Regions from separate parts of the Mus musculus genome. Here regions 2, 3, 4, 5 and 6 are each linked to region 1. Evidence: chromatin contacts called from public HiCAR-type, HiChIP or PLAC-seq and promoter capture Hi-C data. All regions are on one chromosome and are shown on one strand. The core of a region is the stretch at or near the end of the contact, and the rest is flanking DNA. Distances in the headings are between cores, read along the strand shown.

What was found. Promoter capture Hi-C pulls out the DNA fragments that hold promoters and counts their contacts. HiCAR-type assays count read pairs that join an accessible place to other places. HiChIP or PLAC-seq counts read pairs in DNA pulled down with a chosen protein or histone mark.
Region 2: a contact with region 1 is called in a promoter capture Hi-C map of liver, with 2.3 times the contacts expected there. The contact joins the promoter of Apbb2 here to the promoter of Slc30a9 in region 1. A contact is called at or near these places in 4 of 39 promoter capture datasets (the 3T3-L1 cell line, cranial neural crest and liver), 1 of 484 Hi-C or Micro-C datasets (embryonic stem cells) and 1 of 115 datasets of contacts at active chromatin or transcription factors (astrocytes).
Region 3: a contact with region 1 is called in a HiCAR-type map of astrocytes, with 3 times the contacts expected there. The contact joins the promoter of Uchl1os here to the promoter of Slc30a9 in region 1. A contact is called at or near these places in 5 of 39 promoter capture datasets (the SN4741 cell line, cranial neural crest, embryonic stem cells and 1 more), 1 of 484 Hi-C or Micro-C datasets (embryonic stem cells), 2 of 115 datasets of contacts at active chromatin or transcription factors (astrocytes and bone marrow-derived macrophages) and 1 of 9 other capture datasets (embryonic stem cells).
Region 4: a contact with region 1 is called in a promoter capture Hi-C map of the HPC-7 cell line, with 5 times the contacts expected there. The contact joins the enhancer-like site here to the promoter of Slc30a9 in region 1. A contact is called at or near these places in 5 of 39 promoter capture datasets (the HPC-7 cell line, cranial neural crest, embryonic stem cells and 2 more), 2 of 484 Hi-C or Micro-C datasets (both in cortical neurons), 1 of 115 datasets of contacts at active chromatin or transcription factors (embryonic stem cells) and 1 of 9 other capture datasets (embryonic stem cells).
Region 5: an H3K4me3 HiChIP or PLAC-seq map of embryonic stem cells shows a contact between it and region 1, with 9 read pairs. The contact joins the promoter of Limch1 here to the promoter of Slc30a9 in region 1. A contact is called at or near these places in 2 of 39 promoter capture datasets (embryonic stem cells and hippocampal neurons), 1 of 484 Hi-C or Micro-C datasets (nephron progenitors) and 1 of 115 datasets of contacts at active chromatin or transcription factors (embryonic stem cells).
Region 6: a promoter capture Hi-C map of pre-B cells shows a contact between it and region 1, with 3 times the contacts expected there. The contact joins the promoter of Atp8a1 here to the promoter of Slc30a9 in region 1. A contact is called at or near these places in 5 of 39 promoter capture datasets (the C10 cell line, embryonic stem cells, hippocampal neurons and 2 more), 2 of 484 Hi-C or Micro-C datasets (embryonic stem cells and uterus) and 3 of 115 datasets of contacts at active chromatin or transcription factors (the 230-238 cell line, bone marrow-derived macrophages and memory CD8 T cells).

The regions. Positions count from the first base shown.
Region 1 is chr5:67,304,908-67,309,187 of GRCm38.p6, forward strand. Slc30a9 (solute carrier family 30 (zinc transporter), member 9) reads left to right here and starts at 2,048. Exons shown (of 18, transcript NM_178651.4): 1 at 2,048-2,290. The coding sequence starts at 2,188. RefSeq lists a cis regulatory region at 1,696-2,419.
Region 2 is chr5:66,616,493-66,620,772 of GRCm38.p6, forward strand. It overlaps Apbb2 (amyloid beta (A4) precursor protein-binding, family B, member 2), which reads right to left and starts at 2,325. Exons shown (of 17, transcript NM_001201413.1): 1 at 2,076-2,325.
Region 3 is chr5:66,674,025-66,678,304 of GRCm38.p6, forward strand. Uchl1os (ubiquitin carboxy-terminal hydrolase L1, opposite strand) reads right to left here and starts at 2,473. Exons shown (of 5, transcript NR_102714.1): 1 at 2,038-2,473. Uchl1 (ubiquitin carboxy-terminal hydrolase L1) reads left to right here and starts at 2,097. Exons shown (of 9, transcript NM_011670.2): 1 at 2,097-2,298; 2 at 2,412-2,423; 3 at 2,920-3,048. The coding sequence starts at 2,266.
Region 4 is chr5:66,697,525-66,701,804 of GRCm38.p6, forward strand. No RefSeq gene overlaps it. Among named protein-coding and RNA genes, the nearest start is that of Uchl1os, 23 kb to the left of the region's middle. Within about 2 kb of position 2,472, at least 10 of the 459 cell types and tissues checked have an H3K27ac peak or open chromatin away from gene starts, as enhancers often do.
Region 5 is chr5:66,743,685-66,747,964 of GRCm38.p6, forward strand. It overlaps Limch1 (LIM and calponin homology domains 1), which reads left to right and starts at 2,205. Exons shown (of 26, transcript NM_001001980.3): 1 at 2,205-2,321. The coding sequence starts at 2,226.
Region 6 is chr5:67,845,317-67,849,596 of GRCm38.p6, forward strand. It overlaps Atp8a1 (ATPase, aminophospholipid transporter (APLT), class I, type 8A, member 1), which reads right to left and starts at 2,115. Exons shown (of 37, transcript NM_001038999.2): 1 at 1,846-2,115. The coding sequence starts at 1,894.

The sequences.
Region 1 (4,280 bases), core at 798-3,297:
TGGCTAGGCATTCAACAGTCATTTATTCTCAGTTTTATTGATCAGTTAGGCGTTTCTGCAGTTACCATTGACCATTGCAAAAGAAAACAAACAAACAAACAAACAGCTGCTCTGTTCAAAGCTGACAGTAGCACTACTCTATGGGCACACACTTTAGAAGGCAATTTAACCAGAATAACCTATCCGTTTGTTGGGGTTCAGGAATTTGCCACACACACCATCGCAGTTAAGCAAGAATAGTTTATTGAACACACACCATAACACTGGATGCCTAGGTCCACAAGAAGGAAAAACCTAATTGTGGCACCAGTCTGCTCTCATAGTAGACTTTCTATAGGAAAAACAAACAAACAAACAAAAAAACAGGTACAGGCCGGGCATGGTGGCGCACGCCTTTAATCCCAGCACTTGGGAGGCAGAGGCAGGTGGATTTCTGAGTTCGAGGAAAGTCTGGTCTACAGAGCGCGTTCCAGGACAGCCAGGGCTGCACAGAGAAACCCTGTCTCGAAACAAACAAACAAACAAACAAACAAAACAAAACAAAACAAAACCCAAAAAACAAGGTACAGAAGTTTAAAGGGCAAGGAAGGCTCACGAGGCAAAGTATATCAGCTGATGGGTCCTGAGTAAGGTAAGGAAAGTGTCGGGATGCATGGTGAACAGGGGAATTTCAGGACATCGAGATAACAGAGCATGAGTGTTATAACTTTTTAGCTTATTAGAAGCATTCTTCACTGTCAGCCACAAAAACCACAGTGAGCTCATATGTAGGTGCAGGAAGGGCTGTCCGGTGGTCAGCTCTAACTCAAGCCGTTTTACACAGAACAGTTCGTGTTGACCTTTGATTTGATGGAATTTCTTAAGATTAGCAAACCTCATACATAACATTCAGAACATACAGGACAAAACCATGGTTATGTGGTCAGCATGTTCTTGAGCCAAGTCACTTCTTGGTCAGTGAGTGGCAGGCATGTTAGAGTAGTAATATAACTGGCAAGCATGGAACAAAATGGCTACAGTTATGGGGGAAGGGGTGTCAGACCATAATATATTTATCCAAATAGCTGCAATAGCCTTTTACTAGAGACCACAACCTTGTTAGCCATGGGCTTTTGACCTGCTTAACCTTACCAGAGGTGGATTCCCTCCTGTGAAGGGAGCCTCAAGTCCACTCAAAGTGGTGGGTTTCCTCCCCATTTACTGATTTGCACTCATTTTCTTTATTTTTTTATTAGATATTTTCTTTATATACATTTCAAATGATATCCCGAAAGTTCCCTATACCTTCCCTCGGCCCTGTGCACTCATTTTCCATTTAAAATTTTATTTTACAGTACTTTCACTAAGCGATTTAAATTAATCTTTAAAACAACTGGACATGCATCCCATTCTATTTATCTGGCCAGACAGGTATTGACTTAGCCCCTGGAATATAGTAGTATACGTATACTGCACAGGATCCAGTGTCCATATAGCTATTCTCTATTCCGGGGGGACAATAATTTCAGTAGTGGTATTTTGAAGAAAAGTGTACAGGGTAACTATTTAAAAATGAGAACCACGTTAATTATAATTAGGGTGGTGAAAGAAGGCTTAAGCTAAGAACTGAATGAACCTGACATGGTAATGGTTAAAACAGGCGAATGTGTTCAGGTTTCTTTCTCTCTGGGACCAGGCTGTTTGAAAAACTGCTCCATCTTCGCGTACACATAGTACCGCGACTTCAAATTTTATGCACGCCTCTAATTTTGTTATACTACGACCGAGAAGCGGAGGTTGAGTGATCAGCAAGGTGACCACGGTGTTGGACAGAGCGGTGCCGAGGGTTCAAAAGGAAAGGGGACAGAGGCTTAAACCCTGCCTTCTCCTCCTGCTTCCCACGCCCCGGCGGCGCTTCGTAAGACTGTCTCCCGGGACACGACACGGACTCACAAATGCCCAGCACAGTCGGCAGCGCACACCGTCCTGGCCCGGTGCTGGCCAGAAGCACCGCCCACCCCGCCCCCGCTGGCATATTCCGTCACTTCCGCTGTCGCGCCACACCCCCATGACTTCCGGGTCGCCGAGGCCGCCGGCCGCGGCGCACACATCCGTGCTCGCCGGGGTCCGGTCTATGGAGTCAGTTGGCGCGGCAGGCGGCTCGGAGGCAGGAGGTGGTGTCCGAGTGGGGGCCTCTGCCCCGCCAGGATGTTTCCGGGCTTGGCCGCCGCCGCCGCGGCGCACAGGTGCAGCTGGGCGGCGCTGTGCAGGCTCGGTGGCGGCCGGGCAGCGACCCGCGGCCGCAGCCAGGGTGAGTGACGGACCGGTGGAGGCCGCGCCTGGCCTCGGCAGTTGGCCCGCCCGCTTGCCCTTCTCCAACCCAGACAGAGCCTGCCGGTCTCGCAAGGTCCTCACAGGTGTCCCCGCGAGCCGCGGCTACCGGGGAGCGGCCAACCCGCGTAGGGACACCCTGAGGCGGACCTCCAGACCCGGAGGTCTTAGGGCACATCGCGGTGACCCAGGGTGACCCAAACAGGCCGTGGGAAATGGCGGATTCCACCAGCTTGGAGGGTCCCCTTGGGCCGCCGCCGCAGTTCTGTTGCTGCTTAGGTTGAGTGAGGTACTCCTGCGCTACACTTTTTCTTAGTGCCATCCCGTTTTCTTAAATCTCCCTAAATCAAAGTGGATGTCACATACGGATCTTAAGGTGAGGGCTTCTCACAGTTATCGAATGGGCATAGTCTGGGGGACAGGAAACCCACCGAAGTTTGCGGTTATATCGAACAATCCTTTTGGTGACAAAAGTGTCTCCTGAAACTGTACATAAATAACCCTGGGCGCAGGGTGGGATTGAGAGTTTTCATCTTCGTCAGCATTGCTTTCTCAGTCAGATTCAAGTTATTGGAGAGTTTCTAAAGTAGCATCAAACGTGTAAGTCCTGTTTCTGTTCACCTCCCTTGTTCCCGTAGCTTGACACGGAGGACTGCTAGCAGAGCCCAGGAGAGGACAGGACCAAATCCACCGCTAACCCGAGCCCCTCAGGTTCTTGGGATTTGCAAAGAGTGGTTACAGAAACGTTTCTCAAACATTCACAGTCACCCTTCAAAAACTTGGATCGGAAGGCAAAAGCTGCAGCCATTCAGGTTTTTTGATAAAAGCGGTCACACACTCCTGTGCTGGGCAGATAAAGTAGAATATATTCATACCGTATTAAAAGCTGGTTTCTAAGGTTGCAAAAGAATTGATTGCAATACACTGTTTTAGTTTGTTGTTAATGACAGAATACTGTAGCTAGTTTTCCCATGGTGGCGGTATGCCACTTATGAACAGAATGGGCCCTCTGTTTAAAACTCCAAATAAACTTCAACATATTACACAGAAATATATATACATATAGTGGCTGTTAAATGTTGTCCAAAGTGCCCCTTCAGTGTTGGTGAGGTGAGTTGCAGTAGTGTAATTTGTAATTCTTATTCTGGGTAGCTGTCACTGGGCCTAAAATGCTGGGCTCTTTGTCCCATTCTCTGTAGCTCAGATAGTAATTAGTCTCTTCATTTAGGACTACTTTGCAGAGTTCTTTTAGGATGTTTATTACTACAAAAAATTTAGTGTTTTTAACACTTAACACCTTTTTAAATTTGAAACATCACCTTGGTGGAAGTTTTGTTACGGTATTTGAAAGAGCAATCAAAACTATGGTTAAATTTAAAAATCATTTGGAGAAAGTGTGCTATTTAAGTTGGATGCATATTACAAGAAAAACTATTTGAAGCTTTTTGTCTTGTTTTTGTTTGTTTGTTTATGTTTTGGGGGAGAGGGAGTTGGGGATCCAAAGCCAGATGATTTTCTTTGAGAAGAAATAAAGTTTAGTTTCTTCTTCTAGAATGCTTACCTGTCTAATGAAGTCTTCTCAGGGATAAACAGAGGCGGCCAGGTATGGCAGTCCATGCCTTTAGTTCTAGCAGAGGCAGGAGGATTTCTGAGTTTGAGGCCATCCTGATCCACAGAATGAGTCCCAAGACAGCCAGAGCCACACAGAAAAACTTCATCTCAAAAAACCAAAATGACACTAAAGAGTAAACAGGAGGAACCCATTGACTGATACAAATACATAAAAATGAGAAACCTCTGTGAAGTCAAAGAAGAAAGACAGTATTCAAGAGCCTGGCCACAGCATGTAGTTTTGCACTGTGTGGTAGACTTATTTTTAAAAGTAAAAATAGTATACTTTAGCTAGTATATATTCTGGCATATAATTTTTAAAAAAATGTTAAGGTGTCTCCCATTTTGTGTTGTCTTCA
Region 2 (4,280 bases), core at 1,075-3,574, 690 kb before region 1:
GTAAGCAACAAGAAGAACACAATTCTAGTACTCATGGGAAGGGTTTCAAGTGTTGGTTCCTGCTCCAACAGAAAAAGAATCCAATATTTGTTTGCTGTTTCTCCTCTGGCAGGAAAAGCCCTCAGAAAATAGAAACATGACATACAAAATAACTGTTCTAAAATATTGTTTGCACATGTGTTCTTGTAATATTTGTCTTTTCCGAGATAATGTTGTAGCCTGTGTTCATATTACTGAAACTAATGTAAAGTATTACTCTGTTACATTATAGCTCTTCCAGCTTTCAACTACCTCTTTACAAAGGTTCAGACTGCAGGATTCTACCCAGCTCCTTAAAGGTGAATAGTTTAAAGTATCCATTTGGGGAAGAAGTAACAGTGTCAGAGGACAGCAACCACACTTGAACCAGAATAGGGTCCCAACCTGAGTCCTTAGGGTCCCAACCTGAGTCCTTTCTCAAAGCCTGGCACATGGCTTTCTGTTTCTGGGAACTTTCCGAAGGTATCTACAAACCTAACATAACAAGTTCAAAAGGACAGTGGCAGACCTCTTGCATCTGCGACATCCCCTACCCCACCCCCACACTCCACAGATGGGACCACTCCCCACCCCAGCCACCCTTGTTCCCACCACATTTCTGCCTGCCTTGGGGGTGGGGGGGTGCCCATCCTCAGGACAAATACTATCTTCCCAAACAGATGCCATTTCTAAGATTCTGTTAAGACTCTCCAAATTCGGAGAAACCCTGAAACAAGACAAAGCCTAACTTCATAAAGAAATGCCCCCTCCCAGAGTCCTGTCTCCGCAAGGTCAGCCATAAGAATTCAGGTACTACTACCATGGCCATTTCAGGGAAGGATCTGTAGTATCATAACAAGAAAGAAAATTTAGATTTAAGGTACCAAATCCTAAAACAACAGACCAGCTGTCATAATTTATTCTGAAATCGGTAAAATGAAGAAACAAATAACAAAAAGGGCCAGCCTCACAAAGTTTATTTCTTGATATCAAAATGATATTGTTGTTATCGTTTTATGACTTTCATTTAAGACACTGAGCACAAAGCAAAGTCAGGGACAAGACTTTTTAAAACTGCTCCCTCTAAGAGCCCTCTGGGCTTCAGACACTGACCTAATTCTCTCTTCATGTGAGCCCTCTCAAATCACTCAGTCCATCCCCAAGCGATCAGAACAGTCGTGGCTGTGCAGAATCTTGCTACAAAACGGTCCCAATTCTTCATCTGATTTCTCCAGCTTTTTTTTTTCTTTATGCCCCACACTCCCTTGGCCTTTGGGGCCTGACCTCCTGTTTTCAGACCTCTCCATCAATGGAGAGACTACCTATCATTGTTTCTACGGGACTCCCGCATCCTCCCTCCGCCCAGCTAGTTTTCGTCGCACAAATGTCATTTCTGGCGTCTGAGCCACCATTCCTCCCAGGGAGCAGCAGTGGGGCGTTCGGGACCCCGATGACCGGCTTCCCTGATCCGGCCCTCGGCACACAGCCATTTTCTAGTTAAAAACGCTCTCGGCGTTGCAGAGGGGACAGGAACTTTGCCCTCTCCTCCTTTCTGCAGAGCTGGGTTCTCTGCACCCCGGGAGACGCTGGCCAGGTCTCTGAGTCTCCCGCAAGAGCGCGCCGCCCGGCAGGCAGGCCGGCCCCAGGGCAAGGGGGCGTGCGCTACCGGTCGCCCGCGCCCACCCGCACTTTGCCCTCCGCAGTCTCCGCCCGGGCACAGCCCTGCGACCCGGTGTCCTCGCCCGGCCCTGCCGAACCCCAGCTCTGGGTGGGAGTGAGGGAGTAATGGGAGTGACGGAGCGAGCCCGCAGCCAGAGCGCCGGCCCTGCAGCGCGGGCGCGGGGCGAGCGGGACTCCGCAGCGGACGCCTGCTGCAGATGCGACGGCAGCTGCTGCAGCTGGGGCTGCGGCTGGGCGACCGGCGGTGACCGCCAGAAACCGAGCAGCAGCCGCGAGGGCACAAGCAGCCAAGCTCGCCGGCTGCCCGGCACCCCCGGCGCACTCCGGGCCATCCCTCGGATCCCCGGGCTGAAGGCATGGAAGGAAGCGGGGCTCACCAGCGCTGCGCGGCGTTCGATCGGCTCCGGACCCGGCTCCCAGGTCTCGCAGTCCGCTGAGCACCCGGATCAGCTGCGGGCTGCAGCACGCGAGCTTCCTACTTAGAGCAGCACTGGCTCCGGCGACTGAGCATGCCCAGTGCGGCTCCGCGAGGCCCGCGCAGGGAGCAGCGGCAGCGAGATTCCACTTCTCCAGGCTTTGGCGGCGGCTGCGCGAGGAAAGGCTTGGAGGGGCCTGGCGGAGCCGGGCGAACCCAGCAAGGCGGGGCCGGGGGCGGAGGCCGCGGCGGAAGGGGGCGGGCCGCGCTCCCAGGGCGACCCCTGCAGGTGGAGGCGGCCGAGCTGCGGCACAGCAGGGAGGCAAGGGGCGCCAGGGTGACACCCAGAGGCTGGGGGTTGCGGGGCAGCCCGGGTATCCCCTCCAGGTGGCCTAGCGTCTGTCTGCACCAAAAGGCAGTTTGGGAAACTCTTCTCTCACGCGTCTGCGTTCCTGTAGAATGGAAAAATACCCCAAGATGAGAGCTGTCCACAGCCTTCCAGGCTAACTGAATGTTAAAAGGTGAAACTTTCTCCTGCCTTCTGCCTCCTTCATCCCCCATGGCTAGACATATGCCACACAGGAACATTCCTGCCCTGGAAAATCACAGCGAGATAACGCCATGCAAGAAATATGCCTGCGAACAAGGAAAAGCATTATCTACTTGCTACCTGTTCGTTAGGCATTAAGTGGATTTACTGCAGGCACCTGGAAGTCCTTGATTTGTTTCTCCATCAAGCCAAGGGGTGTTAAACTGATGCCTAAGTCAGACTCATCTGGGAAGGTTGCTGAAGCAGCATGCTAGGCGCGTTTCCAGGGGTTGGATGAGTCGTTGTGCCGTGCTGCACAAGCGCCTGTAAGTATCAAATCCCAGGTACTGATGCGGTTGCCATCCGAGGACTAGTCATGGGGACTCTGCTATACACAGACCATGCTACCTACCATCTCCTCTAGAAAGGTAATTCTGAAAATAATTATAACTACTAAGTAATGGCTCTTTGACAACGCACTCCTCAATCAGATAATAAACTCAGACTCATCCTCCCTACAGTGAAGATGGGCATTATTCCTTTTTTTCTTCACACAGCATGAGTTTATTGAGGTTCCACAAGATCCCCTTACTAAGACCTGTAAGCAAATCGCAGCCCCTGCCTTCATGTTTACAGCCCAGCAGTAACTGACGTCCATTGAATAGTTTCTATGAAATGCCATTTCTGCCATCTCCATACACAAGGTGTTGACATGTAAAAGTGTTGGGTTATCAGGAATGGAGAGAACGCCGTGTGTTGGTGGTCTCTTGTAATCTATAGCCTCTTCTATAATCAATATTTCCCTCAGACTCCGCGGAAGGCCAATAGTACTGCTACAGAAAAATCTCCATAAATCTATGCAGGTTCACTCTTGGAACTGAACCTCTGCATCCCAAGACTGGCCCAACGAATCCTGCGAACCATGAAGAGTCAAAAACCAGGGTTCAAATGCCAACTTGGGAAAAGCAAACTGTAGAGGGCCTTGAGACACAGGCTACTGTGTCCTTCAAGCCCAGACAGAGGAGGAAATGAACCCAAGCCCACCCTGCGAATCCTTCATCGCGGCGATCTCAGCAGGCTACCACACCAACTTGCACCTTGATCTCCCAGCCCGCCAACGTCCAGAGCCTACCCTACCACCCGATTCTCCCGGGCTCCCGGGTCGAACCGCGCCTGCCCCCTCCAGGCGGTCTACTCGGACGCGCAGGAAAACCCGCGCTGGAGTCAGCCGCGGCGGCGGGGCGGGGCGCGCAGGCGCGGTGGGCTCCAGGTTGGGCGGAGGAGGCGCCCTGCTCCACACCTGATGCAATCACCCTTCCGGAAACCGGCAGGGTCTCCAGGATCACCGCGGAAACGCTTCCTTGCCTGCTCCCGCCTCTGCGTCCCAGCCCGGTCGCCTGCTTCCTAGGCTCATTCCCTTGGCGGCCTGCGGGAGGAGTCGGGAAGTCACCTCCTTGCCAGCTGAATACTTAGATGTCCCGATTGTGAGGGGCCGGCTACAGAGCATCCTGCAGTTGTTGGAGGAAACTCCCTCGGTTATTTCCAGGGAGGACTGACGGGACTGGAACACTGGTTTTGAACTCTTCTTTGCTTCCTTCCTGCATCCTATCCATAATTTCTTCTCTGTTCCTGAAAGGG
Region 3 (4,280 bases), core at 1,223-3,722, 630 kb before region 1:
CCTCCTGCTCCTCCTCCTTCTTTCCTGCAAGTTATACGCCCTAGAATCTGGCTAAGGTCTGTATGAAGCTTCTTGCCCACAATCTGAGCATTTCCGTTCACTCATCTCCCACGTTTGAAAGATCAGGACAAGATCTGTGTCTTCTCTCTTTGTAAGTAGAGAGTTGTTTAATTTAATGATCCATAGTTCCTAGCATATGGTTATATATATGTGTATATATATATATATATATACATACACACATACATATATACACATACATTCACATATATATGTGCATATATATGTATATAAGTATATATATGTGCATATGTGTTTATATATGTGTATATATATATCTATACACACACACACTTGTTTGTTGAATGAATAACTAAGTACCTTCCACAAAGACTTCTGGTCATGACTTCATACTGCCCTTCCTAGCTCTTCTGGCAATACCCATCCACTGCTGACTTCTGCCTGTCCATCAGCCTTAGCTTAAACGCAACTTCCTTTCATGTCTTTCTAATTCCCTCCGCTGAGTTAGGTGTTCCTTCCACACTATAAGAGCTGCAGGAAAGAAGTTTCAATATTCATTTCTGGAATCACCCAGTTCCCAAGCTCAGTGACCAGTGGGAGTAAATGCTTGCTTGTGCAGTATTTGTGATGAATGGATAAATGAAGAAAACTGGAAATGTAGTATGTCTCTGCCAAAAGACAGACATGCACACAGTCTACCCAGGTGTACTGGGTTATGTGTCCGTCTGTCTTGTATTTTTTTTTTTTATTAACTGCATTGAGATGTAATTTACATAGTATAAAATTCACTCAGAATCTTACTAATGCCTTCTTGCCTCTCACACTTGGTAAGTGAAGGTCATTTTTTTTTCCCTGATGGTGAAACTGGGAAGAAAATTGAAGTAGCACATTGCTGAGTCTAAAACAGAAAATGGACCCTTCCAGCCTCATTTACCAGGTTTTGTCTTCCTGCCTCATTTTCCAGCTGTAGCACCAAGCAAATGAACATCTCTGAACCCTGGATCCTGATGTATAAAATTTCACAAATACAATATTGGACCCTCTCAGGGTGAAATAAGATGGCCTGGTAAAGGATCCAGCTGGAGAGGCAGTGCTGTTAAAACAAGGTTGGTTCCCTCCATCCTATGCCTTGCTTACCTCGGGCTAGCAAAAAGCATGTCTGTTTTTCACCATTTGTTCTGAGCATATTTTTTAAAATACCCAACCTGCCTGCATCCTTAGCTACCTCATTCTGTGATTTAGCATCCCTGACAATTGATACAGATCTGGCCCCTCCTTCTACTCCGCCTTCAGCACAAGCGTTTGCCTTCCATCCTTTGAAATGTGCCTGTTAGAAAGAACACCCCCGCCCCCATCCCTGGAGAACCGCGGGCTCTCCTCCGTTGCTATTCCCTTTCTTCTGCGCCCAAAGTATTGTGGACCAAAATCTTATTATCCCAAACCCCTGTTCTTTGAAAAAAGGTTTCCCCTATTTTTTTTTTAAATGCTTTTTCCTTTAAGCCTCTAGTCTCAAATCATCTATCTTTTCTTTGGTCTGTTTCTAAAGTCCTCCGGCGCCCGTATTCTATGTGTCTCGCATGTACTGCTTCCCAGCGACCCACCGGTTCTTCCCCTGGAGTCACATTACATCAGCTTCACTAATGCACTCCGTATCAGATGTTTTATTCTAGGCAGTCCATTAAAAACCGAGCCTGGACACAGGTTGAATTTAACATGGAGGACAGATTGTCTAAGGTTAAGTACAAACTGTTCCGAGATGGGCGGGGGGGGGGAGGGAGGAAGACCGACAAATATTTATATTCATATTAAACACTACATATACCTGTTGATTTTGTGCTTTTTTTTCTCTCTCTCTCAATGTTTCAGAGACCCTCGAGCTTTGGAGTGATTGAGACGACAGAGGAGGGTTTCCAGAAATTTCGCTCCAAATTGAAAGCTCCCTCAAATAGGCTGCTTCATGCGCTCAAGGAACACCCACCAACAAAACCCATCTCCACAACCACCAGATTAGCTCACCGGCGAGTGAGACTGCAAGGTTTGGGGGCTTGGCTTGTACCATTCTGTGCGGTGCATGGGGGAGTTCGAGCCCTCTTGGCCTTCCTCCTCTGCTTGTTTCTGCTCCCGTCTCCCCTGCTCAGGCTTTCCCAGTGAGCGAGGCCGGCGCTTTATAACAGCAGCCTGGGCGGCTCCACCGGCTGTTTTTTCGGCTCCTCGGGTTTGTGTCTGCAGGTGCCATCCGCGAAGATGCAGCTGAAGCCGATGGAGATTAACCCCGAGGTAAGCATAGCTGCTGGGTCGCTTCGGGAGAAATAAGGCTGACCCTTAGCTACAGCTCGGTAGCTGAATCATTTAGTTTTATTATCATTTTCCTCTTTGCTTTTGGCTTTCAGATGCTGAACAAAGTGAGTGGCGCGGCGCGCAGTCTCTGTCCCTATCCTCCAAGAGCATCGTTGGAGACGCCCAGCCGGCCGCGCCCTGTGCAATGGAGGTGGCTGGGCTGGGGCGCCCAGCTGGGTGTCGTCTCTGCCCTGAGTTATCTAGGGGTTTGGGAGTGACTGAGAGATCGATCACGGGGAGGTGGCGGAGGATGGACCCGGACAGCAACGAGCGCGGGGAGCAGCTCTCGAGGGCGTGGCGACGGCCCGCGGACTCTAGTCCGAGGGCTTCGCGCGAGCCACGTGTGGGCTGAGCTTTGTGCTGTGTCACTGCGCGGCACGCAGGGTGGGACGGCGCGGAGGCTCCTCCCAGACTCGGGTGGGGACCCGTGTGTGTGTGTTTGGTGGGGGGTTGGGGAGTGGGAGGGCCGCACGAGGGATGCTCGTGCTGGCCCCGCCCCCTAGCAGGTGCCCATTATTTGTCTGGCTTTTTCGGTCTGGCTGCCCTGTCTTTTTCTTGCAGGTGTTGGCCAAGCTGGGGGTCGCCGGCCAGTGGCGCTTCGCCGACGTGCTAGGGCTGGAGGAGGAGACTCTGGGCTCAGTGCCATCCCCTGCCTGCGCCCTGCTGCTCCTGTTTCCCCTCACGGCCCAGGTAGGGAGAGGTCTGTGATGGGCGGGTCTCAGTGGATACGCAGTGTTGTGGAATGAGTTCCTACCTCACGCTGTCCCCTTTTCCTGTAGGGTCCCTGATAAGGATCCCACTTCTTAGGGTGGGAGGTGCTTGCATTTTCATCGGGGCTCTATTGTGATGTCCATTATTGCCTCAATTTGGAAGAGAAGGAGCCCATTGCGTCTAAGTCTTTTTTTCAGTTATCCAAAGAAAGATCTCCAACTTGTTTATTTTGTTTGTTTGTTTACTTATGAGCCTTGCTCCCACTTGCGGATGGCCGGTTTGTTTTTTTTTTTTTTTCCTTTTAAGGGCCGTGAGTGGGTCAGGTCCCTGGTTTGGTTCTGTTGCTCTCTCACCTGACTGTAAACTGATGAGGGCCTGGCTTGCTTAAGTCAAAAGAGCTGTCTCTTCATTTGCCACCTCCATCTGCCTCTCTGGTGGATTCTCCATTCCCCTCCCCCACCCCTCCCAGCAGGCACACTGTTGAACGTTCCTTTTAGAAAGCTGAATCACTGGTGCACAGAGCCGCGGTCTCCACCTCTCTGACCTTGTGGCTGGATGAAGTAGGGCTCCTGTGACACAGTCATAGAGACACTTCTTCATTTTCTGAAACAGTCTTCCATCTTCCACTGGGCAGGGATGCAAATGATTCAGGCTGAGCCATAGAGAAAGACAAAACTGGGGGTTATGCGTTGTCTCGCCGTGTGTGGAGCCCCAGTAAATCACTGCATCGTCTCCCTCCTGTGGGCTCTTAGCTTCCTAATGATTTAAGAGGGGATGACATTGGTAAAACTTGGAGGCATTTGCGTCTCTGCCAGATGGGATGAGGCTAATTAAATACCGTCCTGAGGGCAGGTGTTCTAGAGGCATCCTTGACCTGACCGGAACTAAGCTGTATGGGAAGTTCTAGGCCCTGCTCCTAGCAGATGGTCTCTGATGAGTTCAAACATGGAGTTTGGATGATGTCGGCGACGCGTTTTCCAGTCGGAGCTTTCATTGCTACCACTCCGTGTCAGATTGGCTTCCTTGACTGAACCAAAGTCGGCTCTCGTCCTGCCGTAGAGGTTTCTGGAGCTGCTCTCCAGAGGAACCATGATGACTTGGAGGTTTTGAGCAGAGCTCAGGCAAGGCCTCTGGGAGGCAGTGGTGAGCCCGCTCCCTTGGAACTGGTCTCATTTTGCAGGCTCCAGTGGATTTTTTAAGAGGACATTCCA
Region 4 (4,280 bases), core at 1,222-3,721, 610 kb before region 1:
CATTATACAGAGGGAATGGGGAAGAGGGCTGGGGGGAGGAGGATCAACAGGAATGAAGATACATGAAAACGGTGTAACAAGATGCACTATTCTGTATGTGTTTTAAAAGCTAGCATGATTAATGATTAATAATACTCTGCTGACATTGAATTAGATTTTTATCCCCCAAATGATGGGTTTTACATAATCAATTTTATGAAGAAGTAAAGTATTGTATTCAGATCTGTCTTATTGGGAAATGCTGAAATCACCTGTAGAGTATTAAAGTGTAAGATCTCTGTAGAGCCGAGTGTGATCACACAAGCCTATAATCTCAAAGCCCGGGAGGTGGAAGTCGGATCTGTTGTGAGTGTGAAGCCAGACTGAGTTAATGAGACCCCATCTCAAAACATTTTTTGATAAATTAAATAGGTCTTTAGGGAAGTATTTGCCCCAGCACTACAGCTAGCATTCCCCTCTTTTTCCCTTTCTTTGGCTTTGGCTTTGATTTAAGACTCAGAAACTAAAAGCATTCTTAGGTTCTAAATCCCGTGTCTTATGCCTGACTGGTCTCTGCCCCACCCCACACAGGGATGTGTGGATTTTAGGCTGACTTTGACAGGATTGCAGGCGTGTACCATCACAGCCTGTTTCATATGATGCTGGAAGTGAACCTGGAGCTTCATGCGTGCCAGGCAAGTCCTGTCAATGGAGCTACATCCCTAGCTCTTTCTTCTCTTGTGTGTGAGTGTGTGTACATCTATTTCTGTGTAGTGTGTGTATAGTATATGCATATGTTTATGTATGTGGAGTATATGTAATGGGTACAGTATGTTTATGTGTGCATGTGTGTGTATATATGTGTGTAGTGTGTGTGTATACTTCTATTTGTGTGTAGTGTATATAGTGTTTGTTAGTGTGTTTACATGTGTGTATAACTGTGTGTATATATGTGTGTATGTGTATGTATACTGTATGTAGATAGTATGTTTATGTCTGTATATATGTGTATGTTGCATATAGTATATGTGTGCGTATGTGTGTATTGCATGCATGTGTATAGTGCAAGTATATGTGTGTATAGTGTGTTTATGTGTGTGTATATGTGTGTGTATGTGCCCAGTGTGCCTGTGTGTAGTGTGTGTGTATGGTATATTATGTGTGTGAGTGTGTGTGTGTGTAGTGTATGTATATATGTGTGCATGTGTGTATCTGTGCAGAGGCTTGTGTCACGTGTCTTCCTCACTTCCCACTCTATTTCTGAGGAAGAATCTTACACTGAACTGAGAGCTCCCTGATTTGACAAAACTCACTGGCCAGGAAGCTCCGGGAATCCTCCTGCCTCCACCTCCCCAGTGCTGGGTTTATAAGCATCTCCTACCCTGTCTGTCCTTCAAGACAGATGCTAGGGAACAAACTCGGCGCATGCTTATGTGGCAAACACGTTGCTGACTGAACCACCTGCCCAGCTACTCTGCTTTTATTTAAAATTTGCCCTGATTCATAATCGTACACATTTATGGGGGTAGTATAATGGTTTGGGATATGTGTATATCTTGTAGTGATCCAATGAGGGTCATGAGATTAAAAAACAACAACAACAACAAGCAAAGAAGTTAGTATCTAGAGATTCAAAAGACTGTGCACAGGGTTTTAATCTACAGAACACCCCAGAGGGACTTTGGAAAGCTACATCTAATGTGGCACTCGGGCTTCATCAGGGAGGCTGTCTCCTGCCTAGCCTGGCTCTGAGCACCAAATGCACGTGGGGCCTGCCCCTTGCTACCACAACAAAGAATTTAGTACAAATTTCTGTCGCTGTGGACTACCTAATTTGACTAGAGACTCGTTCCTAAGAAATCTGTGGGAAGCAGAGTCCCACAGTGGTCACTGCACTTCCCAGCCTTCCGTGTACAGACCTGTCGCTGTCCCCGGAACTCAACACTCATATACACAGCACTTTAAGGGATTTTTACACGTATGACAAGGTCCCAATTGAGTTGACCTGAGGGTGTAATGGTTCTGCTCGGCTGGTCTGATACTCCTTGAAAAGGATTAAGCTTTTCCTAGGTGAGGAGTGTCCAGGAGCGAGGGTAGCCCACAGATGACGAGAGCCAGCAATAAGGAATTTGGCTAACAGCCTATCTGAGCCTGTTCTACCCCAGAACCACCAGAAAGGGACCCAGCTCAGCCAACTTCTTCATTTCAGCTTGCAAGACCCTGAGCAGACCCCCAGCCATGCCACACTAGACTCCTGACTGATATTGGGTGCTAAAACATGGGTCGTGGTATTCCGCTTTGCTTTGGGGGTCATCCAGGATGTGGCAACCTAAAACTCATGTGCAAGATGGTGCCACATGTCATGGAAGCATGGGGAACCTCCTCATTGTCCCCCCTAAGCCATCCCCTGCTTCCCTTGTCACTCAGAGCTGGACCAGGAAGACAGCATGTGGCTCGTCCATCTCCTCCCCTCTAGCCCCCCAAGTGTGAGGTGCAAGGGCGTTGTGGCGAAGGGCCATAAGCCGACTGCTGGGACCTCTTGCAGATGTCTGAGGTCACTGAGGTTCCTCTGGCCCAGCCTGGAGCCTTTGTCTGCATATGCTTTTCATCATGAGACACCAGGCTGGCGAGACATAAACAGGAAAGGTGACATGGAAGCTCGGTTATTTACTGAAATCTGACCTGCAGGGCTCACCCATTGCTGTGGAAGGTTACAGAAATCCTATTTGTTTGAACACAGTTATAGAAATATTCTTTGTGTTCATGGGAATGAAATATTTCACATTTTGTATGTGGTGAGGAATTCCAGACCCTTTTGTCTGGCCTGCTGCCTGCTTCTCTCAGGAAACATTTTTTTTCCTCTCTCTCTATTTTTTCCTCCATAGCTGCTGCACTCAAATATACCACCAATAAGCAACTTCAGTTACAGGCTTTCTTTCCTTTTTCTTTTTTCTTTTTCTTTTTCTTTTTCTTTTTCTTTCTCGTCTTTGTCTTTGTCTTTGTCTTTTTCTTTCTTCTTTCCCCCTTTTTTCTGTTTTCTTTTTGTTTGTTTGTTTGTTTGGATTGGTTTGGTTCTTGTTTGAGACAAACACACCTGAGTTCATTCATATATATATATATGTATATGTGTGTGTGTGTGTGTAAATATATATGATATACACATATATTATATACATATGTAAATATGTGTTATATAAATATTATATAATGATATTTATATATGTATTTGAACATATGAAATCCACATTGAGAGATTTATGACAATAATCATTTTAACACTGGAAATTGTCCATTAAAATTGTCTTTGAAGGCTGGAGAGATGGCTCAGCGGTTAAGGGCACTAGCTGCTCTTCCAGAGGTCCTGAGTTCAATTCCCATCAATCGGCTCACAACCATCTGTAATGGGATCTGATGCCCTCTTCTGGTGTGTCTGAAGACAGCTACAGTGTACTTACATATAATAAATAAATAGATAAATAAATCTAAAAAAACCCAACAAATTGTCAAGCTATTAAACAAGTTTTTGTTGTTGTTGTTGTTGTTGTTTAAATTGTCTTTGAAGCCAGGTAGGTGGCACATACCTTTAATCCTACCACTCAGAAGGCAGAGGCAGGCAGATCTTTTGAGTTCAAGGCCAACCTGGTCTACAAGTGAATTCCAGGACAGCCAGGACTACACAGAGAAACCCTGTCTCAGAAAACAAAACAAAACAAAAAACAACCAACCAAAAATTGTCTTTGAAATGAACAATGGTTCAGAGGCCAGGTCTGCTCCCTGCACTTGCTTCTGAGACACCATGGACCCACGTGCTTCCTTACAAAGTGACACAAGGGCTGGAGAGATGGCTAAGCCTCCAGGCTTGGTTCACAACCAGAATACAGACACAGGATGCCCGAGTCCGCTTTCATTCTTACAAATTGACTGGATGCACGGATTTCCATTGGATTTTCTTCTGTCACCTTTATTTTGTGTCCTGTGTTCTACTCCCAAAGGCCACTCCTGGAAGGCAAGCTACATGAGGGACTAGACGTTCAGCACATGGGCTTTGGAGACACTCAAGTTCCAGACTTGAGTAATTAGAGTAATGTAACATCGCTTCAGTCAAAAGTTTTCCTAAAGCACCTCTGTCCCCGAGCCTTTATTTCAATAGAAAGTGACACTGGTGTTTAACATGCGGCCATTGTTCTGAATAAGACGGTGACTGGGACTTCACAGTCTAAACGACGGATGAGACCGATGATCGGTGTTTTGCAATTCCTCAAGTGCCAGGACTCTTCAGTGTGACAAGCTCATTTAAATTA
Region 5 (4,280 bases), core at 955-3,454, 560 kb before region 1:
AGCTTCAGGAAGTCCCTGAAACTGACCAGATTCACCAGGCCCTGACCTGACAGAGTAAGCAATAAACACTGAGTATCCCCTAAGAAGAGCAGAGCCAAGCAACAAAGAAGACTCTCCAACAAGCTGAGCTGCAAAGAAGAATCAGACCAGACCAGCTGCCTAGAAGAAGCAAGGGCCAGCAGAGCTGCCTGGAAGAAGTTTAGACCAACTGAGGCACCTGGAAAGGGTACTCTTCACCCGTTGAGCTTCCTGCAGGCTGTGCTGTGAGCTCCAGGTTCCCAGCTTTGTGAGCTGTCACCCATGCTGGGGTGAGCTTTAGTGATGCAGTTGTCTTTGAGTCCTTTCTGCGACTGTAAGTAACGTCTCACCCACGTTCCTCTAAGTAACCCAATGAAACTCATTGTTCACCAAGTTGGACTTGTATCTCATCTGCCACAGGATCCATGCCTAGTGTAAGTAGACATGTGGGTTGTGTCTTCCCAGGAAAGGTTTGTCACAACACCCTGAGCTTACTGAGCCACAGATGAAGTGACTGAGCAAAACTAAGGGGTGATAGAAGGAAGTGGGCAAAGGTGGGAAACCAGGGGGGTTTAGCATTCCTGGGCCTGAAGGGAGGAATGGGTCAAGAGGAGACAGGACCCAAGGAAAGAAGACATATGTTGCTTTAGAGTGGTGGTGTCAGTCAATCCTCAGGGAGACACCAGCGTAAATACCCAGTTTCCTTCTCCACTTGTCCCTCCTCCAGGCCTCTCCCAGCATGCTTGCCTCCCAAATGCACTGGTGCAGCCATTTCAAGAGCAACATGAGCAGCTTATTAAAAATCAACTGGCACCTTCTCTCCTCAACACAGGCCATCTCTTACCAGATAGCTCATTCTACAACATCTTTTGATTCCCATGTTTATTGTCTGCTCCCCAGTGTGAATATCGGTATTGTGAATATCTAGAGAAATACATACAGAGAACGGTGTCTCATATAGCTCAAGTTGGCTTGTGCAATGGATGACTTTGAATTTCTGATCTTCTGCTTGCACCTAGTGAGTGCTGGGATTATGAGCTTGTACTTCCAAGGACATGACGCTGGGGACAGAAAGCAGGGTGAGCTGCATGCTGGGTAAGCGTTCTACCAACTGAGCTATATCCCAGTCTAAGTGTACGTATCTTGAAGGCAAGTTCTTAGAATTGTGTCTTGCTGTGATGAAACACCATTATCAAAGCAACGGGGGAGGAAAGGGTATTGGCTTACATTTCCCTATCTCGCTGTTCCTAATCAAAGGAAATTAGGACAGGAATTCAAGCAGGGCAGGAGCTGATGCAGAGGCCATAGAAGGGTGCTGCTTGCTAGCTTGCTCTTCATGGCTTGCACAGCCTACTTTCTTATAGAATCCAGGACCACCAGCCTAGGGATGGTGCCACCCACAATGGGCTAGGCTCTCCCTCGCATTTTCTCAGTTAAGGTTCCCTTGTTTCAGATAATTCTAACATGTGTCAACTTGACATAAAACTAACCAGCACACATTTTAGGAGTTTTTGTTTGTTTGTTTGTTTGTTTGTTTTTGTTTTATCCCTCCCTGCCCCCACCCCACCCCCCATTCCCAATCCGGCAGTCCTAGGTTCCTAGCTTGGTGGTTGGAGAATAATAAGAGCTGAATAAATCCTGTGAATGAGTCAACAGGCTAAGGCCCAGGTAGCTTGCGGGGAGTCCCTCCCCTTTTAACAGAAAGATCTGGCGGTTGCCTTGTGAACACCTTAGAGTGCTGGGTCCGGAGCTGCAGCTCTAGGCCTCAGGTCTGTAGCTGGGAGGGACAGCAGGTGCCAGTCAGTCCTCCAGTTCTGCCGCAGTAGTGCTGTTTCCCCGCCCAGCTTCACCCAAGGTGCAGCTCGACCTGCTACCCAAAGTAGCCGGCCGGAGGCAGGACAAGCGGGGTGGCGGGCCGTGTTCCTCCCACGGTCCTTGCATGAGCCCGGGAAGGACGCCCGGAGCTCCTGGCAGGTTATTTTTAGTTGGGGGAGGGGACGAAGCGGCGGGCCCGGGCGCCACTGGCTGAGGTGGCCACGGTGTCCTCCGGCAGTGCGCGCCGCTGTCCTCCGGGACCTGCGCTCGGTGGGGGCGGGGAAGGCGGCTGGAGAGCGCGGCGGGCGGGAAGGGGCGGAGAGCGCGCTCCTGCGGAGGAGGCTGTGCTCATCCCGGCGGCCGAGCGCTCCAGTACTCGCCGGGCTTCGCAGATGGCTTGCCCCGCTCTCGGTCTGGAAGTCCTTCAACCCCTGCAGCCCGAACCACCTCCGGAGCCTGCCTTCGCCGAGGCACAGAAGTGGATCGAGGTAGGTGCCGCCACCGGCGGGCGGCCTTGCAGGGGCGCCCCAAGCTGCTGCCCCGAGAGCAGCGACCTCAGGTCCAGCCTTCCCCCACTTTCGTGGCCAGCTTCCCCAGGTCATCCTCCGCGGCCTTCGGAAGACTGAGATCCCTTGGCGTTGGGGCTCTGGGATGGTGGGCGTGAACAGGGGGGACACTGCGGTCTAGCTGTGCGCCCAGGGGCAAGAGGCTGTCCCCTGCGCCTTCATCCCTGCTGCCTGCGGAGCTCGCAATCTCCGCTTGGTTTGCAAGTGCTGCTACGGAAAGCGCAGTGCGAGCCGTAGCGCTGCAAAGGCTACAGGGGCTCGAGCTTCCAGAGCCCTTTGCGGGAGCCGCATTTCGGGGTGTCCCGCTCACTGCTCCACATTCCCTTGGCCTCTCTCTTCTCCCTTCCGGAGCAGAGTTGGCAGTATCACCACTGAGGCTCATACCCATCCAAGCCTCTTGGCTGTGTTCTGGCACCCGTTCAGGTGCAAGGTTGGCGCAGAGCACAGCGTAGGGGGGAACCTGCAAGACCTAGTTGTGAGTGCGCTATCCGTAGACACGCTGCCCAGCTATCGGTTGTCCCAGAGACCGCAGGGTGGGCTGCAGCAGGCCCCGTACCGGGCCAGGTTGGCACATTTCACTTCTTAAATGACTCGGTGGAAGGCCAAGGAAATCACTGGAGCTCTCGGCTCAGTCCAGGAAGCGCTCGCTGGGTGATCCTGATTCATGATGTCTATCTGCAGGTGCAGCTCAGTAGCCCTGCTATTCTGAAACAATCCGGTCTTTGGGTTCAGGACGCGTGGAGGGCGAGAGTGGGAGAGGTGATTTGTGATCCACTCTTGGAATTCCTATGAACCACCTTTTAAAATGCCTTGTAGAAGAGGAATTTGGCTAAATGGCGCGCAACCCCCTTGGCCTGAGAGTTCAAAGGAGGATGTGTGCAGCTAAGTCGTGACCAAGCAAGAATACGCTTCAGAGAACTCAGATGGTCGCTTAGCGACCCCATCCCCACCCTTGGGACAGCCCAGGTCTCCAATGTTGGTAGGGTGATAGAACTATAGGGCTGTATATTTAAACCTGCTGGGTTGCCTGCAGAGGCTATTGCTGGAAGGCTCAGCCACAGGCCGCCACCTTTCAGGGTCAACCAGCTTCATGGATGCAAAAAAGCTCCTTAGCGTTTGGAGCCATCTATTTAAAAACGGAACTAAGGAAACAATATATACCAGGCACCATTACTAAAAGTCAGGGCTGGCTTGTCTCTTGTAACTACCAGATGTAACTTACTACCAGATGAGAAAACGACGTTAGCCTCTTATTTTTGATGGAAGGCTTATTTTGATGGAAGGCTTGGAGCATGACAGGTGTTCTCTCTGAGTTTGGGGCTCACAGGCTCACTGGAGACAGTAGTGGAGAGTTGTGTGACAGCTTCTTTCAACTTCTTGAATTTTTTGGGGGGGAAATTAGCCTCTGTTTTCTCATAGGCACGTGATTTATTCCCAGTTTCTTTGATAGTAACTGATAGTAATTTATAGTAATATTGACATACATGTCCTGCCTTTAAAAGTGCATTGTGGTATAAACTCCATGCAGGATAGAATGCAAATCTGAATCTCACATCTCTGTGAATTTTGGAATATGTACACATATTTATTACATCTCCCCATAGATCAAAATATATAAAGATTTTTTTTTCCTGTTGGTATTTCAGGCTAAACATTACACAGTGTAGAACATTAGCTTTCATATCAGCTTGAGGAAAGGAAGAGACAGTTTAAGAAAGCAGAGCCGGGTTAAGCGCTAAACACAGTTTAGAATGGCTCTTGATACTTTGCCCTTTAAACCAGTCAAAGACAGTGAAAACCCAAATGGTGTGTGTGTGGCTTTAGGACCAGGCTGCCAGGCACGCTGCGTGTGCATAATTGAAGTGGCCTATCTCCTTTCCT
Region 6 (4,280 bases), core at 865-3,364, 540 kb after region 1:
CCCTCCTCCTCCCTCCCAGCCCCCAGTCCCAGAGATATTATCTGCTGGCTCATATTAAAGTGAAATCAACCAATCCGGAAGAAGGGTCATTCCGGAGGCGGAGGCAGCAGGAGGACCCTGACACCGATGGATACTCAGGGCTGCACAGACTCAGCAGCAGGAGCGCTTGTTTTCTTTCTGAGCCCCTGATACAGTATATCACTGAACTAGCTGTTTCCCTTTGATCAACTCATTGAGCCATTCTGAGCCAGGTCTCCTCAGCCATCCTCCTCCACTTTCAACAGCCTCCAGAAGTGGTGCAAGAGCCCCATAAGGCAATTGTTGTGAAAGCGCTCTGAACACAGGAGGTGCCTACCGCTGCCTCTCCATGCTACTGTATATTCTGTCAAAGTGACAGCAGCTTTACCTTGCCTTTAGATTTCTTTCTCTTCCCTCCCTCCCCCTTAATATATGACCTGCTGGTTGCTAGTATTTAAAAACATCAACTGGCGTGATAAATAATATTTTAACACCAGTTATCCTAACTTTGTTGCTTCTATCATTCAGACTGTGGTTAGTGCATTCATTCATTTTCCTCGAAATTGAAAAAAAAATACGCTTATATACTAAATTCTTAAGATGCAGGTCAGTTTTGATTCCCTTGTCTCTTGCCTACATATTAGAGCCCGGAATTCCTATTTTTCACATGAGGTCCTTACAGCTCTTACTACTCCCGCCCCCAGAAATCCTATTCTCCTTGCTTCTACTCCACCTCCACCACCCCGTTATCATCTATCTCACGGTCAAGATGGGGGCAGGGATGAGAATCAGTGACGGTAACAAGATAGATTATTTCTCAAAATAGTGCCATTCCACAACGTTGAAGGGCAGAGTTACTGGAATGGAAAAACAGACAAACAAAAGAAAGAAAATAAAAGTATACCGTTTCCTTTTTGTCCTAGTAAAACCAAGAGGTGTTTATTGAAAGCCTGCCACACGCCAGACAGGAGGAGAAGGGCTCCTCAATCAGGGTGCACAGCACCATCTCAGTCTTTGCCAAAGCGTCCTAGCCCATAACCTAGGGCATCTGTTGCACACTTCCTACAAGTGGAACCACTCAACAGCTGGCCCTGGGTGGAGCAACAAAAGCAGCATGCACCTTACTCAAGTCAGTTCAGTCGGCCGAAGTGCAGGCTTCAAGCAAAAATGAAAAACAAAAATGAAACCTCAAACTAGAGCCCGGTGAGCCACAGGGGGCAGAAGTGCAGAGACTGGAACGCAGCCTGGTATCCACTGAGCACCCAAACCCAATTAAGGCTCTTCCAGCCTAGAGATGCTGGGAACAGTGGATCAAAGAATCTGCGACGCCTGGGAATGGCAAACCCGCTCTTCGGGAAGCTGTGATGTGGGGGCAACACAATGGTGGGCGCTGGAGATAGTAGGTTGGAGGGATCTATTCATGGGCACGGGTAAACTCACTGGGAACAGGCAGATTGCAAAGATTGTGCGCTGTTGGCGAAGGAGGAGAGCCGGGCGAGTGCTCTGGGAGACAAGGACTGAACAGTCGCGTTGCGGTGTAAAGGAAACCTTGGGGCTCCCGCCAGCGCATAAATTCCGAGGTTTTGGATCCTGGAAAGCATTTGCTAGTGCGCTGAAGGCAGAGCTGGCGGAAGGGTTCACTGGCGATCAGGGGCGACAACCAGACTACTGGGAAAAGGAGGAGGGGGTGTAGATGGGATGAGGTGTCTCTTCCCGGCCACACACACACACACACACACACACACACACTCACGTCAGACCCCAGGCTGCTAGCACCTGCCCCCACGCACTCTGGGCGCACAGCCTCCTGCTGCGGCGGTCACTCACCTTCCGCGCGCGAGCGGATCTCCGACACTGTCCTCCGCATGGTCGGCATCTCGACAGCCCCTGCAGGTGGGTCTCGGGCGGGGACCCTGCACCTGTCACGGCGCCGCGCGGGCGGGAGAGCTGGCTGCGCCGCGCAGAGGGCTCAGCTGCCGCGGGGCCGCGCCTCCCACCCAGGGCAGCGTCGCCGCCAGGAGCCGCCTGGGCACTGGACGGGAGGGGGAAGGCGGCGAAGGAGCTGCGTCCGCAGAGCCGCCTAGGTCTCCCCGCAGTGGCAGAGGAGCGGGCTCGAGGGGCGGAGCCGGGGACGGCGCCGGGGGCGGGGTCTGCGGGGCGCGCGCTCACTCGCTGGCCTCCTGGAGTGGGGCGGGGACAGGGCCGCCGAGCCTCCAGGTCCCGCCCAGTTCGGACCGTACCATCCGCGGGGAGGGGACTTCGATCTAGCATTCTCGGCTTCTCGGCCCACCTCGGCCCTCCTTGAGGCCAGTACAAGTGTCCCAAGCCTTAATAAAAGAGGAAGAGCTTCTTTAGCTCTGAAAGCTCTGGCATCCCCTACAGCCACCTTCTGGCTCTACAATGCGATAGAACCGACCGTCCTCAGCGCCAGGGTGTTGGGTTCGGTGTGGGCAGCTTGAGTCTAAGCCTCTGAGACTCTGTGGGTGACGTCTCTGCTGATGTGGGGGGACCCTGCATTCGCCCTCTGAGTGGAATCCTAGCCTATCTCAACACCCAGCCTGACTCCTGGCCTGAGATGAACGTGAACCCTCTGTAGTAGCAGGCTGTGAGACCTGAAGCCACTGGAACGGTTCCTCTTGTCGTTTTAAGGCTTCCAGCCACACAACCTGCGTGGGTGTGTGAGCCCGTACTTCCCACCAGTTCGTCCTCTGCAACCTGTTAAGGCTCTGAAACTGCAACCAAACCAACTGTTGACCACGTGGTTAACCAAGCAAAAATTATGCTGTTTGTGGTTTCTGCTCCAGAAAGTTCGATGCAGTAGTTTATCCTCAAAGCCTAGTGGGGCGTCGGTATAAAATCCATAAAGATGTTAATTACAAGTCGTTATGTCCTAGAGACCAGCACGACCTCAGTGCCTTTTATTTTGTGTAGTAAAATCCAATCTAACAAGTCGAAACAAATGCAGTATTTTTAATTTGTTCCCGATTTCAGCCTCGAGATAGGATGAGGGGAGCTTTGTGTCTAGCAAGCTCCTGAGCAGGGTAAGAAAGGAATAAAGGTAAAAGGTACTGGCTTCGTGTACTGTTCTTCTGGGCACCTAGCGGAAAGAGCCTGTAGCAAGGCTTTTTATTAGTATTCCTTTGAGATCCAGAAAGGAGAGATGGGTAGAGGGTGAACGAGAGAGAGAGAGAGAGAGAGAGAGAGAGAGAGAGAGAGAGAGAGAGAGAGATATGACTGCAACTCGAGCATAAGGAAAAAGACAAATAAATAAAATCCGCTAATAGCATCTTCTCTCCATTCGTGATAGTTCCTCTACTTCCCGGAAGATCTCATTCACTAATCAGAGTTCTACCTCACTCACTCACATTAATACCCAGGCGGTCAATACATATTTATGAGGAACCCTCTCCACTTGTCTCTTATTCAGTGGTTGGGATCAGAACAAAGGAAACATATTATTTCCAGTGTGCTTGGAATCTCCTTAGGTTAGAGCAGACTCAAACGTAAATGTGTCTGTGCCAGCGATAGCCATAATTTAAAACCGTAGTCCTTTGAAAAAAAAAAGAAAATGAATACAGCCTTATCAAGACTGTCATCGCTGGCGGCTTTTACTCCTCCTAGGCTCCATAATCTCGTGTGTGTGTGTGTGTGGGGGGGGGGGGACCAGGCTTCCTCTTGATGGATATAAATGAGTCTGAAACCAAGTGGAAGACTAAGAACCAAGGGGCAGGGAAAATCAGCTTAAAAGTAAGCAAACAAATGTAGGAGTGGGAGTGGTTTTCGGATTAAGATTTTACATGAGATTTTTATGAACCCAAAAATGATCTGTTTGATTTATGAACAATCCCTTCTGTAACTGTTATGAGCCTTTCAGTGAGATTCACGTCTGCTTACTATAATAACCATCTAACGTGAGTTCCAATGGTACCTGTTTTCTGTAGTGCCACCTGACATGTGTGCATCAGCCAAGTTGACAACCTAGGTCATTCAGATAGGAAATGAAAACAGTTTCTCATACAGACAAGATGGCAAGATGCAGCTTGTGGCTTCCCCCTGGCTCTTTCCCACATGCTCCTGTCACAGAATCCATATTGGCAGGAGTACCATAGCTCCTTGGTTTCTGAAAATCTGCTCCCCCACGGTTGTTAGAAAGTCATCCATTTTCATGGTTCAGCACTGTAATTGAGGTTGAGAAGTGCACTAATCTGCATCAGCTTGGTATCAGAGCTCAGAGATCTCACCTTCCATTGTGTGAGACGTGT